Regions from separate parts of the Mus musculus genome. Here region 2 is linked to region 1. The links are chromatin contacts, called in public Hi-C maps. All regions are on one chromosome and are shown on one strand. The core of a region is the stretch at or near the end of the contact, and the rest is flanking DNA. Distances in the headings are between cores, read along the strand shown.

The links. Hi-C and Micro-C count contacts between places; a contact is called where the count stands out from the background.
Region 2: a Hi-C map of Sertoli cells shows a contact between it and region 1, with 2.3 times the contacts expected there. The contact joins the promoter of 1700125H03Rik here to the promoter of Sh2d4a in region 1. A contact is called at or near these places in 1 of 39 promoter capture datasets (the 3T3-L1 cell line), 3 of 484 Hi-C or Micro-C datasets (the 3T3-L1 cell line, Sertoli cells and muscle stem cells), 1 of 115 datasets of contacts at active chromatin or transcription factors (embryonic stem cells) and 1 of 9 other capture datasets (liver).

What each region holds. Positions count from the first base shown.
Region 1 is chr8:68,274,186-68,278,583 of GRCm38.p6, reverse strand. Sh2d4a (SH2 domain containing 4A) reads right to left here and starts at 2,056. Exons shown (of 9, transcript NM_028182.1): 1 at 1,712-2,056.
Region 2 is chr8:68,366,659-68,371,056 of GRCm38.p6, reverse strand. 1700125H03Rik (RIKEN cDNA 1700125H03 gene) reads right to left here and starts at 2,598. Exons shown (of 4, transcript NR_038181.1): 1 at 2,523-2,598; 2 at 1,712-1,820. All of the region lies in intron 8 of Csgalnact1 (chondroitin sulfate N-acetylgalactosaminyltransferase 1), which reads left to right.

The sequences.
Region 1 (4,398 bases), core at 807-3,306:
GTCACCTCAAGTCTTTGGACCATATTTCCTAATCCATAAAATTAATCTGGGGATCTTTGTAGCTCTTGGATACTGAGATAAAATCTACGTTGAAGTTCCTGAGACAAGTACAGGAAATAAAAAGGAGGAAGTGAATCCGCCTGGGTTTTTCCTTCTTTCACTCTACAGGACAATCACTGCTAACGTTGATCTGCACGGTGATGGTTTTGTCTCATACTGAGTGTAATCACTCGAGGTTCAACACAAAGTGCAGCTCAACTAACTTGTTTTTCTTCTCCTGTGGCATTTTTTTTTTTGAAAAAGACAAATAACAAGCAACAAGTCCATACCTGTTGCTCACTCTAAAAATTTGAAAGAGTACAAAATTCAGTTAGGTTCCCAGGATACCTGTAGATCTGGTCTGACTTTCACACTTTCCATTTTTCTACATAATTGTGTTTTTAATTAGTATAGAGCCTAATACAGCTATCTTCATAGAATTATCGTGGTATGTATAGTACATATATCCCTAAAGTTAAGAATTTAGATTAAGTTCTATCTATTCTTTAAACAGCTAGCTCTGTGGACAGGCTTCGGATTGTTCGATTTTTTTTTTCTCATTAATTTACTTGATGATTTTGAAAATAAAATAAATTGCAAGTGGTGAGAGCAGCTGGAAGTTCTGTAAATGCTCTCGAGATTGAAGTATTTCACAGATATAACTAGACAAGTCCATTTGTGCCCAATCTTCACCTAAGTATTTCTTCCACTTATTTATTAAATTAAAAATTATAAATACATTGTTTCGTTCCACAAACAAGAGAAGCTTGTCAGGGAACTGAGCAAGATGTAGCTGGTTATCCCTGCTTCTCTAGGGCCATAGTGAAGAGAAACACTATTGAGAAAATCTGCAAACAGTGAGTGACTCCACCTAGGGCCCATGAACCCCCCAGGGCAGGAGTGGCTGCGGATGGTTTACTTTTGTTGAGGAAAGTTCTTGCTAGGCTGATTTTAGATTGAGCCTTGACCCAGAACCATAGGGAGGGGACGAGCCCGCTGCTCTCTGTACCACGTGAGGGCGCCCGCGGGAGGGTGTCCCCGCGCGGGGAGCTCTCTAATAGAGTTCTGCGTGGGCTGAAACAGGTTTCAGGACTCTGTCTGGAAGGTCACCTCCGGGCCAGGAGAGACCACATGGCACTGCCCAGTGATTGGACCTCCGCTGATTTGTGGGTACTGTTGCAGGCACCCAGCACCTGCTTCGTGGCCCCGACCCTCGCAGGTTGCTTCCGCAGCTGCACCTGCCCCGGCCAGTGTAAGCACTCACCACGCGTGCATGCACACCGCCCGGGCACCATGACTTCCCTGAAAGACTCCAAGTTGCCTCCGATTCTCCTCCCACTGGAGACTCTTAGTATAATGATCACAAGCCCTCTATTCTTAGGGCCGCCACTCGCCCGGCCCCGGCTGCCGATACTGGACACCCTACACGAGACATCGGACACCCACAGCTGTGGCGGTCGGTTCCTCTGGGCACCCGAGCTCGCCCTGCGCGCGGTGGAGGAGGGACCAGAGGGACAGGTGAACAGCCTGACCGCGGGAACCAGGGTCTCCTCCTGTCCCTGTCCTCTGTGCTTTACCCTTCGCTCTAGAGACTCACCTGCTGGTTCCCACTCCTCGCTCACCCTTCTGCCTGGCTCCATGCTCCAGCGTTTTACCCGACCCGGTCACCTACCTGCTCAGTACCCGGAGCAAGGTGACCCAAGCACCTGCCACCTCCAGATTGCCTACAGCAACTGTCCGGGAAGAGAAGGGAGGACAAGCAGAGACCCAGCCTCCCAGAGACCCAGCCGCGCGGGCTGTCTGGACAAACACTCGGGACCAGAAGGACACTCAGCGTCCAGATCGCAGCCCTGGCCCGCCCCGCCGCGCCCACATGCTGGGGTGACTGACTGGGCGCTCCCTCAAGGCCCCACCCGGGTGCTGGAGGCGCTCCAGGGCCAGTAGGCAAGCTTGGCTGCCTTGGTCCAGTGACAGCAAGGCCACTAGTCCTTGGTTAATCTAGAGCGCTGTCTACAGTCTGGGGTAGTTTGCCTTACCACCTCAGTGGGGGTCTGTGGGACTTATTAATTACAATAGTCCGGCCCCTTCCACATTTGACTTGTAGGTGGAGCCTGCGGAGGCAGGCAAGGCCCATTTGGGAACCTGGGTCCTGCAGGCCAAGTTGGCTGTAGTTCTGCCCCTGCATTCTACAGCTTACTTTTTCCTTCTCTTTTGTTGACATTAAGTAAATTATCAAACTCTGAAGCATTTGTGACTCCAGGTGTGGCTTTACCGAGCATGATCAAGGAAGAGAAAGACTGGAATGCTGCAGGCTGAAGGCACTAGGGACAGGGGCAGCCAGGGAGAGAAACATGAAAGGGGGAAAAAGGTGGAAGTCCCCTGTGACTAACAGATCAGGGCCCGGATGGCACAGAGCACCAATGAAGCCTAAGCATACGTGGGAGGGAGGAAAGCTGAGCCGAGTGGAAAGGTGGACCAGCCTTTTCCACGGGTGAGGAACGTTAGGGATGTGGGGAGAAAACAGGGCTGAGAGGTGCGGAGGGATGACACAGGACCTCAGACTGTGGAGGTTAGAGAGAAGTCTTATAAACAAGAAACACGGTGTGACTTTATACACCCTGTCCAATCGATTTAGGAGCCTGGCATGCTGGACCCAAACATTGTTTATCTTAGGCTTTCACAACCGCAGAAAACCCTTGAGTTGGAAAACCTTACAGCCAGGAGTTACACCCTACACTCTCAGGAAACACGACTCAGCCATTTGGGAATTGTGCTTGAGATCCACTCAGGCAAGGACTCCCGGCCCGAAGCTTACTCTCCACTGTACTGAACTGGGTGGCCAGATGAGGTGCCTTAGAATGCTCTGTCCTCCTCTGCCTACTGGTGGTATCTGCTCAGCACGTGTCCTCACACTCTCTGGAAACTAAGGAGCTGTACAAGCTGGCTATCAGCCAGCTCAGGGGCCCATGGGACACTGATGCTATCACTAGGTACCCTCCTCCAGACTCATTCTGTCTCCAAGTCCTGACAAGCCTTTCTTGATGACAGCTCTCCCCCTTACATTTAGCCTTACAGTTTGCCATTCACGATATCAGCAGTGCCTGGCTGATTCAATTCTTGTGAGGCTCAAGTGAGATAATGCATGCAAAGTGCTCAGAGCATGGCTGGCCCTAATATGTTTGGATACTTACTGCATGCCAGAGACTATTGAATAGATAGAGGCTCTTGCACAAAGTGTTCAGAACCATTTCTGGCACGCAATATTCAAATGCATTTGCTCCTATTACTCCACATCAGATACTGTAAATTCGTGTTCCTACTTTATACCAAGGCTATGAATTTTTGTGTCTCACCTTACCTGGATTGAGGCTATGAGCAATTATCCTGGTCAAAGCATGCAGGCCATTGCTGTACCAGGTATCGGTCTGTGTGCTCAGTAGAAAACAGCAGAAGTGGTGGTGTTCTATTTCCCAGGCTAGTGTGTGGTAGTGGCAAGGATTTATTATCCCAGCACTTGAGATGCTGAAATAGAGAGATAGCAGTTCCAGGCCAGTGTGAGCTACTTAGTTTCAGGCCTAGATTCCCAGTGAGAAGATGAGAAAATAAAGCCTGTAGCTCTGCGTTGTCTGTAGCCCTGTCTCTTCCCCGTCATCCCTTCTCCTTCCCCCTCTGTCTCCCATACCCTTGAAACATTCATGCTGAGAGATAAGAATTTCCATAGCAAGTCATCCTTTAGAGATCTACCCAGAAAGGCTAAACCCACACAGATTAAATGAGAAGATCCTCAGCTGCTGTCAAGCTGTGTAGTAACTACAATACTGGTGTGAGGCTTTACTGAAAATTCATGATATTGCTTGGTTAAGCCACTCTCAAATTCCTTGAAGACGGGCGGGCCATTTGTATTGTAGTAAGTCAGTCATTTGGAGGTAGTCTGTTACACTGAAATAGGTAACTAATCATCTCTCTCACTGGTCCTGTTTCTAACCTAAATTTAATTAGCATGTGTGAATAGAAAATGACACAAATAACTTATTGAAACACTGAAATAGCTTATTTAAATTCTGAGCCCACGCCTCAGTCCAGACCTAAGAAACAGAACATTTCGGGGTCCTGGTACCTGTATGTCAAACAAGTACTTCAGGTAATCCTGTCAAAAGAGAGGTGGCAGCTCCTTCTCTCAGAGCCTGTCCCCGGTTGTGAATGAAGCTATTTTTTTTTCAATGAATAATCGATCCACCATTCAATTGTTGTAACATTTTTGATGCTCACCTTCTCCCCTGCCCAGAGAATTAAGACCAAACTGCTGGCCAACTTTCTGCAGCCAGGAAAACCGATCACTGAGCCTTTTCAGTCATATCA
Region 2 (4,398 bases), core at 1,349-3,848, 92 kb before region 1:
AGAGGAAAAGAACTCAGTGTCACAGCCTAAGAGCCAGATTTCTACTTATGAGCAATAAGTCTCCCGAGGACAAAGGCTTCTGGATTCCCATCCCAGGAGTCATAAGCTTCTCTTGGGACTCTAAGAAAAATGGAATAAAGTATTTGTTTTCTTTCAGCCAATAAGAATAAAAGTCCCTTTGGTTTTAATTAAGGCTCTGTTTTACATTTGACATTGGCAATGATTAATTCTCCTAGTTCAGACTCAGAAAGGCCTTATTTGCTTGCAAGGAATTTTTTTTTCATTTCATAATCTAAAGGTTTTGTCCTTTCTAGTCCATCCTGCTGAGAGCAGGTGGGATAGAAGGCAGAAAGACAGACAGTGTAGAAGCAGAATTGTCAGACCCACCGAACAGGCAGTCCAGGCAGAAATAACTCAGATCCCCACGGCCACAGCTAGCAGCCCTGAGTCAACCTACATTTTGACATTTATTTCTGAAGGCATCATTGAGTTCTCCCCCAGTTCATAAAGCTGCTGATTTGGAGGTCAGTGTTTAAAATTATCTAGTTCGGTGAAATGCAATTTGAAGACTTCCCATTCCCCAGAGAAATGTGTGATTATGTCCTTCATTAAACAAGTCATTTTCTAAAATTTTATTTGTACTTATGTGTGTAAGTTCAGAAGGGTAAAAGATCTCTTGAAGCTGGAGTTATATCTGATGCAGGTCCTTGGAACAAAACTCAGGTCCTCTGGAGGAGCAGCAAAACCTCTTCACGAGTGAGCCACCTCTACAGTCCCAAGAGAAACTGTATCACTTGCTGCCTATAAAGGTCTGGTTCATACCCTAATGCAGGAGTCAGAAGAACTGTTATTGTTTCACATACTCAGACCTGATTGATGAGAAATCTCTCAACCATCCTTTATGGAGGCAGAACGACTGGTCCATGGTGCATAGGCAGAGGATAGGGAGATGGCTCAGGGGATGAAGTGCTTGCTGTGAAAGATGAGGACCTGTATTCAGGTCCCCACCCCACCTCAGACAGGTGAGTGCCACATGCCTGAAGCTCTGACACTGGGGATCTGATAGGGACAGGAAGATCCCAACAGATGTGAGGCAGTCACTAGCTAGACAGGCTATCTCAAATTGCCGGCTCTAGGTTCTTTGGAGAATGTGTGAAAAAAAAATCAGGTCAAGAGTGATAAAAGAAGATACCCAAAGTTAACTTCTGACCTCTACACAAGCATGGATGAACACCCACAGGCAACTGTACAAGCACAGATAGACACCAGCATACACACACACACACACACACACACACACACACACACACACGTCCCCAAAACTAAGATGGAAAGGTCTTTGAGTGACAGAGCTCAGCGCCCACCATTATATCCTTCCTCTTGAGCAGGGGACTAGAGCTGCTGAGCACCCCCTAGAGATCTGATGCATAAAAGAAATGGCCTAAGGAGAATTCTAGGGGCAAACATCAAACTACAGAAATTAGTATACCAGAGACAGAATGTGTAGGTAGCAAGACACCATAAAATAAAAAGTAATGGCTGGAGGTGGATAAATTAGGAGAGATTTCCTCCTGAGGTTGCATTTTGACTCAGTCTAGAAAGAGACTGTGGATATTCGCAAATCCTTGATAGCCTCCCCTGGAACACATCAGTACCTCGGATGAGACAGGCAATGAATGTTCAGAATGGGGCTGTAATAAAAGTTACTTACCTATGCAAACAAGAGAGAACCTTTCCCAACAGCCCGCAAACAAAACCTCCTGCTCAATGTTGCAGTTAAGAGTTTTCACCGTTATCAGCCCTGTCATTTTCTGTTTTGCCTGCAGATGAAAGCAAGGATTTTTGTGTGTGTACAGATGACTTTCTTTTTAAACTTCTGCATACGAGTCGTTAGTAATAAGTGACACTGTGGGATTTCATACTAATATTTAATGTTTTGAATTTTAAGCCATGAGATGAAACTTGCTGGTGCTTTAATGCAGAAACATCGTGCTCAGTAAGGGATGACTGTCATTTAAATGAGTGTTCTCTTTAAACATTCCACCTTGCCGGCTCTGCCTGTCAGCTCTGGCTTAGGTCCCCACAGAAGCCTCCTACTTCTTCTATCTTTAGATTCCGACCCTCCCCACACTCCGGTCTGTCCTTACCCTTTCCTTGCCAGAGGCTGGTTTTGAATAAACAAGCTAACTCCACTTCTCTTTTAAAAAAGCATTTATGGCATAAAGCCAGTGGCATGCTAGCAAATGTTTGGCAACCCACTCTTGGAAAGAAGGGGGGGAAATGCCCTGGTGATGGTATTTGCCAATTTCCACGGTGTAAATAATCCCACTGTAGCCTTTTTTTTTCCCGGCTAACCAATGTGTTACCACAGGGCATACAGCTGTGAAGAGATGTGTACAAATCTGGGGAGCCAGCATGGGCTGGCTCAAGCACAGGGCTGCAGACTCTGATTTCTTGTTGGGACTAATTGTCTTCTATCAACCCCACCACCTGGCAGATGGCACCAACTCCAGAATACTCACGTTAGCCTGCTGTTGTGTAGCACACCTGCTCGTGGTCTCTGAATGCTGTCCTTGTTCCCCCAGGTCACTACCTTCCGGGGTTTAGACTCTCTGCCTGCTGTGCAGTAGCCCCTCCCACTTAAGCCTCTGTCTTTGTGACTCTGTTCAGTGATTATGGGCTGTGCTGCTCCTTTGTCCTCCTCATCCCCCCTGTGAATACACCTGCACCTCTTTACCTCCCAAAATAGTTTGTGTGTGAACCCAGAGGTGGGTATCAAGTGTCTTCATTGATTATTGTCCCCCCCTAATTTCATTGGTTTGCAGTTCATACATGTATTAATGTTTTAAGTCATATTTTTCCTCTTGTCATCCTCTCTTATGCGGTTCCTATTCTTTATTAGGCCCTGCTTCTTCCTCCCACCTTATGCTTCTCTCTGTCTGTCTGTCTGTCTGACTGACTGTCTCTGTCTCTCTCTGTGTCTCTGTTTCTCTTTCTCCCTCTGTCTCTCCCTTCCTCCTCCTTTCTTTCCTTCCTCCCTCCTTTCCTCTCTGTGTCCTCCTCTCCCTCCTTCTTTTTTCTTTTTCTCTTCCTTCTCCTCTTTCTTCTCCTCCTCCTCCTCTTTCTCCACCCTCTCTTGCTGAATATTTAGCTCACTGATCTAACTAGCCTGGGCAGACAGTGAGCAGTAGGTTTAGGCACACATGTCACTATACCTAGCTTTATATATGAGTTCCAGGGGTCCAAACTTAAGACTTTGTATTTGTGGAGCAGTCACTTTATCAAGAAGCCAGTTCTCAGCTCCTTAGTTAGTTGAGATTTTTTTTAGGGGGTGGGGGTAAATTATTGACTATATTAAGCACTGACCTATGCTTCAGTTTTTAGCATAGCCCACTGAGCATGGTATATGCAGTGTACCCTTGCAGACTGGTTTTGTTTACTCAGAAAGCCTACACTTACTAAATAGCAACAGTAATGTTACCAGATGCCATCTGAGAATCTCTCACTGTGACCATGTAATCTTCCATAATTCTCAACATGGGCAAGTGACATCAGCATCTCAATTCACACATCCGCGAGTCTGAGCTCAGAGGGTATAAATCCACCGTGTCTCAGACTCTTGCAGCTGCTGCATGGGAGAGGGAGAGATCTAGGTGCTACACCGTGAGGCTAAGCTTGACTGAGAATGATGCGCTGAAGGAAATGTATTCTTTGGCTTCAGTGTGCTTCGAGGAGGACCATGAGTCTAGACCCCAGACAGGAGAAACCTGGAGAATCCATGTCCAGCCTGAAACCCTTAGAAAACAAAACCATCCTTTATCCAGAAACCAATGAAATAAGGCTCTGTGAAGATCTGGGAGGAGATGAGATTTGAGTCTACTATTAAATTAATTCTGGAGACTCTATGGCTCCAGAAATACATTATTTCTTAAAAAATTACACAAAACTACTCAACAGAATCCCAGCCCCTAGCTCTGCTATGACAGATTGAATGAACTCAAGGAAATCGTTCTGCCTGAGTTTAAAGAGGTCTCAAGAAGAGGACACACAGCCTTTGCTTCCGGAACCCTCTGCAGTGCGCTCACTGGCCCTTCAGTTTCCAGATAATAAAGAGTGCACAATGCATGGTGCTACCTAGAAATTGCTACAATTCAAGGACTTTCATATTCATGTGCAGGACGTGAAATATCAGTAAAACATCTCAGAACAAACCCAAAATGCGAACCCTTGTTCCAAAATGTTCAGAATTTAAAGACAGCTACACCAAGCCCAGCACCCTGTGTAAGCTTCTGGGACATGTGCCTGTAAGCATGCCCAGCTCCCAGCAATTTCTAGGATGTAGGAGGCTGGTCAGATCTAGCTTTGGTTCTTGGAACATGCTCTTCGATTTAGATAGAA